2 separate regions of the Mus musculus genome follow, and region 2 is linked to region 1. The links are chromatin contacts, called in public promoter capture Hi-C maps. All regions are on one chromosome and are shown on one strand. Each heading gives the region's core, a stretch centred on a gene start, on an enhancer-like site or on the middle of the called end of the contact. The rest is flanking DNA. Distances are from core to core; before and after follow the strand shown.

Region 1 (3,976 bases), core at 521-3,020:
GCAGAGACGGGGTACACAGACAAGAAGCTGTGTGACATTCAGTAGTGTCTTGTCCTCAAGGCAATTCTCTCCCCTCCATCTCACCTATCATTAGCCAGGGTCTAGTTCTGTATTGGTTTTACTTAACTGAGTTCCACTCACCAGAGTAGAAGATGAGAGCAAACCATGCTTTCTCAGAACTATTTATGTAACTGTGACTGTAGATGGAGACTTCCCACCTGCCTGCACACCCGAGAGCACCCGGTGCTGGACCCTGGACCTGCCTGCACACCCGGGATGGTGCAGGTCACAGCTGCACGCAGGAGCCAGTAACTCTCAGGAGGGCTGCTGAAGTCCATACATTACAAGCAGACTGGGAAAGGGCATGGATAACTGTATGAAGCTGCAGGATCCTCCAGGAGCCACACAGGAATGTTGGTGTGGACAGCCTTGGGATACCGTGCCTCAGAACTCCAACCCAGTATTTACAAAGAGCCCTTAGAATTCTTTCTGGGATTCAAGTGACCCTCCACTTCCTTTTTTGAGGATCATGACCAGATTATACTCCTATTTCACCTCTCTGCACAGGGGCGAAGATCCCCAAAGAAGAATATAGATCCTTGTGGCTGTCAATCTGGGAAAGAGGATGAGACCCGTGAGGAAATGTCTTTCGAGTCTCGCAACCGACACAGAACGGAGAGCATGCTCGCACACACTTGCCCATAGCTGCATGAAAGGTAGCAGGGACCACACAATTCCCTCTGATATTTATTTATCTTTGGAAAGTGTGATAAACTTGCTCACGGTGAATGGGGACAGTACTGAACCCACATGCTCTGGGAAGATGGTATTTGAAAAGCTCCCATCTCATTAACTATAAACTTACAGACTAGTGAAGGAGGTGGTTCCTTAAACAGAGACACTTTCTCCAATGCAAATAAAACATTTTAATGGAGTCAGACAAAAAGGTCACTATGATACCTTATACTCAAAACCTACTCTGAGATTCCTATTCCATGGGTAGTCCAGATAAGAAACAAACCTCCCCCCCCCCCTATTTTTTTCATGTATCCTAGATATTGCCTGTGGTCCATTCTAATCCTGGGCGTTTATTTTGTGGAGCTATGAAGAGACGCTATCTTAAATTCCAAGAGAATATGGGTTGGCACGCTCTGCCCTCCTTCAAATTTAGCCAGCATTAGAAGAACCACAAGGCCAGAAATAAGGTGAGGTACGCATTTGCCTCCAGGCTGGTGGTTTAGATATATCTGAACAGCAAAGATACAGCAGGGCTGTGTGGTACTAGACAGTCAAAGTGAGGCTCTGCTGTGGACACTGCCTGAGCAAAAGAAACCAGACCCCAAGGTCACATGACCTGTTTTCACGGTTTTACCGTTCATATTATATTGGGGGATTCATATTAGATTGGGGGTGGCCAAGCTACATTTAAGAGACTTTTACTTACCTGATCCAGAGGAGTTATTATGTGTGATTCGATGTTAGTGGCCTTCCTGGAACGTCACCCCTTTCTTCCTAGGACAAAAACGTTGCTGTCCTCCGGCAGAAGTTCCCTATGTAGAGATCCAAAACTGGAATATAGACCCGGATGTTGAGAGATGAGATGCAGAGGTCTGGAGTCCTTCTGAGAGGAGACGAACCAAGAGGAGGTCTGATCGCGTGGATTTTCTTTCAGCTTCTGGTCTTCGAGCAGACCTTGCTTTTTGTCCTGCACTTTCTAGACCGGAGATATGCCTGCCTGGGCCCAGCGGGGGAGCGGGGGGGGGACGGACTCGAATTGAGAATCAGTTTCGGTTTCTATTTCTTGAAACAGGCTAGTTTTCAGGATTAGGCTGGGCGGGCTGCATAGTAGTCTTCAAAGAGGAGCAGAACCCTGCTGTGCTGACTCACCGTCAACAGGGGTCGGGATGAGGGATTGGAGGTGGTGGTGGAAGTGGAGGGTGGGGGCGTTGGGGTTGGAGTTGTGTCTGTTTAGGGACTTTAACAGCCAGCCCCGCGTCAGACCTTCCAGTGTCTGAACCTGCTACTTCTTTCCGTGGATACCACCTGTGGAGATGCTGGCCCTGGGCAATGCTAACCTCCAGACCCAGCAACCTCAGGCCACCCCGAGCTTGGAGGCTGCACTGAGACCTTGTTCTGTATGATCGTTTACCCCGTTTGCCGGCTCACTTGATTAATCACACCTCTCTATATAAAGGAGAATGTCAGAGCACCAGGGAGTCGAGAATCGGGTTCTTGTCCTCGTTAGTGTTTGAGAGGGAAGAGGGTATGAGCTGAGAGGGGACATACTTCATTTTCCTCAGATCTAGGAGGTAGATTATTAGAGAGTAAACGCAGGGGCTGGACGCTTTGACCATGGCATAGAAGCACTGACCCCTGTGTAACGTTTTCATGAAGAAAAACAGAATTTTTTTTTTTTAAAGCAACCGGCCACGGTCACAGTGACAGAGGGGGCAGCGAAGAGGAGCCAAGTAGCTTTCAGAGTGTCGGGCGGCTGTTATTCTCTCTGCTGCTCTTCTGTACCTACCGGTGAGTTCTTACTGCACAGCAAAGAGGGGCAGAGCTGAGCCTGTTCCATAGTCACTGCGAGAGGGAGACAGATTGGGCCAGGAGGAATGAGGCGGCTCCTCACACAGGCACTAACCAGTGTTCCAAACTCTACTTCTGCCCATTACAGGCTCAGTATTGCCCAGAGGTTTGGGCAATGTGATCCTCTGGTCACAAGGAGCCCTTTGTCACCCCTCCAAGTGACCAGTAATGTGATCCTCTACCGGCGCTGGTGGCTTTCTCTTTCTCCTTACCGGAAAAGACTGAGTTGCTGAGAAGAGGAACAAGTGTGAGCTGTTGTTTAATGAACTGGAGGCCTTGAGTGATAGCCAGGATCTGTCCTTGTTTGATTCCTCTAAGCCCTCAGCTTCTCCTCAAAGCCTGAGGAGAAAGCAGGCTAGTTTCAATGTCTGTCTTTGAGAGACTGGACAATCTGTATGTCCTGCTTTCTTTATGTGATTTCTATAAGAACAAACAGGAACAGGTCTGAGCACAGTACAGGAAGGCCAGGAAGAGAGTTTCTGGAACCTTCTGTCTCAGTGAGCCAGCATTTCAACTCAGCACTTTGTGTTTCCCCAGGGCCAGGGTCTCCCTTGAGCTCAGAGTTAGTTCTCTCAGGCTCTTGCTCCTGCGGAGGAACTGAGGCTGGGCACAGCAGGGTTTGTTATAACTGGGTGTCAGGTAAAGATTCCTCAGGGCAGGATGCTGTGTGTACACAGTCAATAATCAGAACACAGGCGGTCTGTCCTTAAAAATGTCACTGGCCGAGAATCTTTGGCTTCCCTAACCTACTCTCTGTGTAGACCAGGCTGGCCTTGAACTTACGGAGTTTACCTGCATCTGCTTCCTGAGTGCTGGAGCTAAAAGCATGAACTATCAAGACGAGCAAAGGCTGAGTTAATCAAGATCCTGTCTTAGTACCAGGTTCTTACTCTGGTTAATCATTCATTCACTGTAGAAAGGAAAGGAAGAGTCAACAGTTACAAAAGCACAGTATAGGCATTTCTCTGTTTACTTTTCTCTGACACCGAAGTGTGGGGACTTGCCTTTTCACCCTGTTGTTCAGCAGGGAGACCCTGGTACAGTTCATTAATCGCCACACCATGTTAGTTACTCCTTACAGAAAGATTCATGGAGATTCACTCTTGGGAACCAAGGTCTTGGACATAGCTGGTGACCTGTCAATCACGATCTCACACCTATCCTGCATAATAAGGCATATACATGTACATACAGACACTCATAAATCTACACACACACACACACACACACACACACACACACACACTTGAGGTCACCGAGCCTACAGAGTCTTGTACTCACTACTGTGCTAGGATAATGAAATCATCTGCTACTTTCTTTGTGACTGAAAAAAAGAGCCCCAGTATTTCTGTCAGGGGTAGTGTAGGTGTCTTAGCTTCAAGCGCAGCAC
Region 2 (3,687 bases), core at 356-2,855, 190 kb after region 1:
AAAATGTCCCCAAATTTAGGGACAGAAAAATCACACCCAGACATATAAAAGAGGATTGTAGAAGTCCAGATACACAGGGTAGAAAAAGAAACTGCTGGGGGTGGGTATGGGGGACCTTTGGAATAGCATTGAAAATGTAAACAAGGAAAATACCTAATTAAAAAAAAAAAAGAGAAAAGCTTAAAGCGGGCAAGAGGAACCCTGTGAGGATCTCTGTCATTAATGCCTGGCTGGAGGAAAAGAGCCACAGAGTACCTGCGTGTCGTGCATACATGCTCACAAGTGGCTAGAGACAGGTGTGTGTAGGTGGTTTTCTCACTAGATTAGAAGTGGTTTTTTTTTGTGTAAGACGACCTTATTAGCCTTATTAGACTGTCTTACAAACATTTTCCTCCATTTCTTATTATTCAGATATTTCTGATTAAAAAGAATTTGTAAGAAGATTTTAAATATACCCATTTTAATGATATTTACTTCTGGTTTCCTTTGGCTTAGAGAAATGATTACATTTTCTTTTCAAATCAACTGAACCTTTTAAAACATTTGATATGTTTCAATTTTTAATGTACTGTGTGATATAGTCATTTATTTTCTATCTATTCCATCCACTTTTGTCAATATCATTCAATGTAATTAGGGAATACTTTATGATGTCTAAGTGAAATATCAATTCAAGGTTTTTCTGTTAACTTGGTAAAAATATGAAATATGGTTGCTAAGGTTTGTAAATAGTTTTTAGACACCAAATTCTGGCTTGGTAGTTTCCTACAATCTTACAGTGCCAACCAATTAAAAATAAATATTTTGGGGTCATGAAAAAAAAAAAAAAAGAAAAAGAAACTGCTGAATTCATACTATAGTGAAAGTCCAGAATGCATAAAGCAAATTGTTTTGCACACTGCAAGAGAGAAACAGAAAGAACTACAAAAAGGCCCTTCTATGTAACAGGTGACAGAGGGCAGAGGAATCTTTTGAAAACTAGAGGCCCTAACATGATCTGCCAGAGCTTGTCTGTGGCTGTTTCTGATCTGGGACTTTATCTCCATGGGACAAATGAAGAGCCTACAGCATGGACTCCAAGGGCATCTGAGTATCCCAACCTGGCATCTTTCTCCAAGCTTGACTGCTCCAGAAGACAAGCATGGTCCACAAAACACAGGTGGAAGGTAGGGGTTGTCTCCTCTGCTTTGGGATGTTCTGTGGTCCAAAAAATGGCCATTGAAAGATACTCCTGTGCCCAGGATCCTCCCTGAGTACAAACCTGAGCTCTCCTTTCCTGGTGTCAGGACAGCACTCCTCATGCTATCACACATCTTGGATTATCAAACAAGCTGAAGCTAGACGCCCTTCACTTACCTCAGCAGTGGTGACCTTGATCTGGTGGCAATAACACTTCTGTGATGGCTTTCCTCTTAGGGAACGTCTTTATCTAAAACTGAATTCAGATTCAGGATGTTTATGAAGAGAGGACATGAGGTGTGGAGTTCTGGTGTCCCAGGAAGAACTGCACATAGAAAGGAGGAGACCGTGGGATGGACAGTTGGATCTCCCTGAGTTTCTTTGTCCTTACTGGTCCACACACAGCCCTTGCTCTCTACACTTTTCTGCCAGGATCTGAGCCCTATTTATCTAAACCACCAAAGAGGGGGGCTGTAATCAGAGTAGGTTTCGGTTTCGATTCCTGGAAATGGCTAGCTTGTAGGAATCAAATGTCAACTATATTGTGTTTTATAAAAAGAAACAACCAGGAATATGTTTGATAGAGGTGCAGTATGGTGTGTGTGTTTGGGGGGTGGTGGTAGTGAGGATGCCTCTGTGGGCCCCTGGTGAGGCATTTTCTCCAGGGGAGGCACTAGTCACAGAAATAGAATAGAGTTTATTTAGGGCATGGGAAGGGTAGTTGGGAAGAGATGAAAGGGAACAGGGGGCTAGGGGGAAAGAAAGAGAGTGAATAGGGCGGTAGATTGTAGGGTAGAAGGGGAGAGGAGAAAGGGGAGAAAGGAGAGAGGAGAAGCAAAAGGAGAGAGGACAGAGGAGAGAACAGAGAGGAGAGAAGATAGGAGAGAGGAGATGAAAGGAAAGGGGAGAGGGGAGGAGAAGGGAGATGAGAGGAGAAGGGAGATGAGAGGAGAGGAGAGGGAAGAGGGGAGAGGGGAGATGCTGATGCTGGCGAGGATGTGGAGAAAGAGGAACACTCCTCCATTGTTGGTGGGATTGCAGGCTTGTACATCCACTCTGGAAATCAGTCTGGTGGTTCCTCAGAAAATTGGACATAGTACTACCGGAGGATACCGCAATACCTCTCCTGGGCATATATCCAGAAGATGTCCCAACCGGTAAGAAGGACACATGCTCTACTATGTTCATAGCAGCCTTGTTTATAATAGCCAGAAGCTGGAAAGAACCCAGATGCTCCTCAACAGAGGAATGGATACAAAAAAATGTGGTACATTTACACAATGGAGTACTACTCAGCCATTAAAAAGAATGAATTTATGAAATTCCTAGGCAAATGGTTGGACCTGGAGGGCATCATCCTGAGTGAGGTAACCCAATCACAAAAGAACTCAAATGAAATGTACTCACTGATAATTGGATATTAGCCCAGAAACTTAGTATAGTGAGATATAAGGTACACTATGCAAAACACATGAAACTGAAGAAGAACGATGACCAAAGTGTGGACACTTTGCTCCTTCTTATAATTAGAAACAATCACCCATGAAAGGAGTTACAGAGACAAAGTTTGGAGCTGAGACAAAAGGATGGACCATCTAGAGACTGCCATATCCAGGGATCCATCCCATAATTAGCCTCTAAACGATGACACCATTGCATACACTAACAAGCCTTTGTTGCAAGTACTGTAATATAGTTGTCTCTTGTGAGACTAGGCCGGGGCCTAGCAAACACAGAAGTGGATGCTCACAGTCAACTATTGGATGGATCACAGGGCCCCCAATTGAGGAGCCAGAGAAAGTATCCAAGGAGCTAAAGAGATCTGCAACCCTATCGGTGGAACAACATTATGAACTAACCAGTACCCCAGAGCTCTTGACTCTAGCTGCATATGTATCAAAAGATGGCCTAGTTGGCCATCACTGGAAAGAGAGGCCCATTGGTCAGTCAAACTTTATATGCCCCAGTACAGGGGAACGCCAGGGCCAAAAAATGGGAATGGGTGGGTAGGGGAGTGTGGGACTTTTGGGATAGCATTGGAAATGTAATTCAGGAAAATACGTAATAAAAAAAAAAAGAAAAAAAAAAGAAATTTGTTGCATGTCATCCACTGGTCTCTCTAATTTGGTATTGGAGAAATATGTCCAATATTGTACAATCCATATACACTTTCTGCTTATTTGTAGGTAACAATATCTTCTGTGTACTACATAATGGTCTTGAAATCATGCTTTTCCTATCTTAGCCTCTCTGTCGATAGGATTGTTTATTTGATGTTTTTATACTATACTATGGTTTTTAGAATAGCTGACATATTTCAAAATTATTTATACAGCCAAAAGAAGTAGACAATCAATTTGGGAGGTGGCTTGCAAGAGAAGAACAAACAGTGAGACTGAGTGCTTTACTTGATATTTATAATTATTGTATCCATTTTGAAGAAGAGTTTATAAGTTATTCTTTTTCTGAGTTGAATGCTTTTCAAAATCATCACAGCCAATGAACCAG

The links. Capture Hi-C pulls out chosen DNA fragments and counts their contacts.
Region 2: a contact with region 1 is called in a promoter capture Hi-C map of liver. The contact joins the promoter of Tgtp2 here to the promoter of Irgm1 in region 1. A contact is called at or near these places in 9 of 39 promoter capture datasets (the C10 cell line, the HPC-7 cell line, cranial neural crest and 6 more), 1 of 15 datasets of contacts at CTCF or cohesin (the NIH/3T3 cell line), 3 of 484 Hi-C or Micro-C datasets (B cells, bone marrow-derived macrophages and embryonic fibroblasts), 11 of 115 datasets of contacts at active chromatin or transcription factors (the 230-238 cell line, CD8 T cells, the HPC-7 cell line and 7 more) and 3 of 9 other capture datasets (adipose tissue, liver and pancreatic islet).

The regions. Positions count from the first base shown.
Region 1 is chr11:48,869,650-48,873,625 of GRCm38.p6, forward strand. It overlaps Irgm1 (immunity-related GTPase family M member 1), which reads right to left and starts at 1,771. Exons shown (of 3, transcript NM_008326.2): 1 at 1,445-1,771.
Region 2 is chr11:49,062,607-49,066,293 of GRCm38.p6, forward strand. Tgtp2 (T cell specific GTPase 2) reads right to left here and starts at 1,606. Exons shown (of 2, transcript NM_001145164.1): 1 at 1,357-1,606.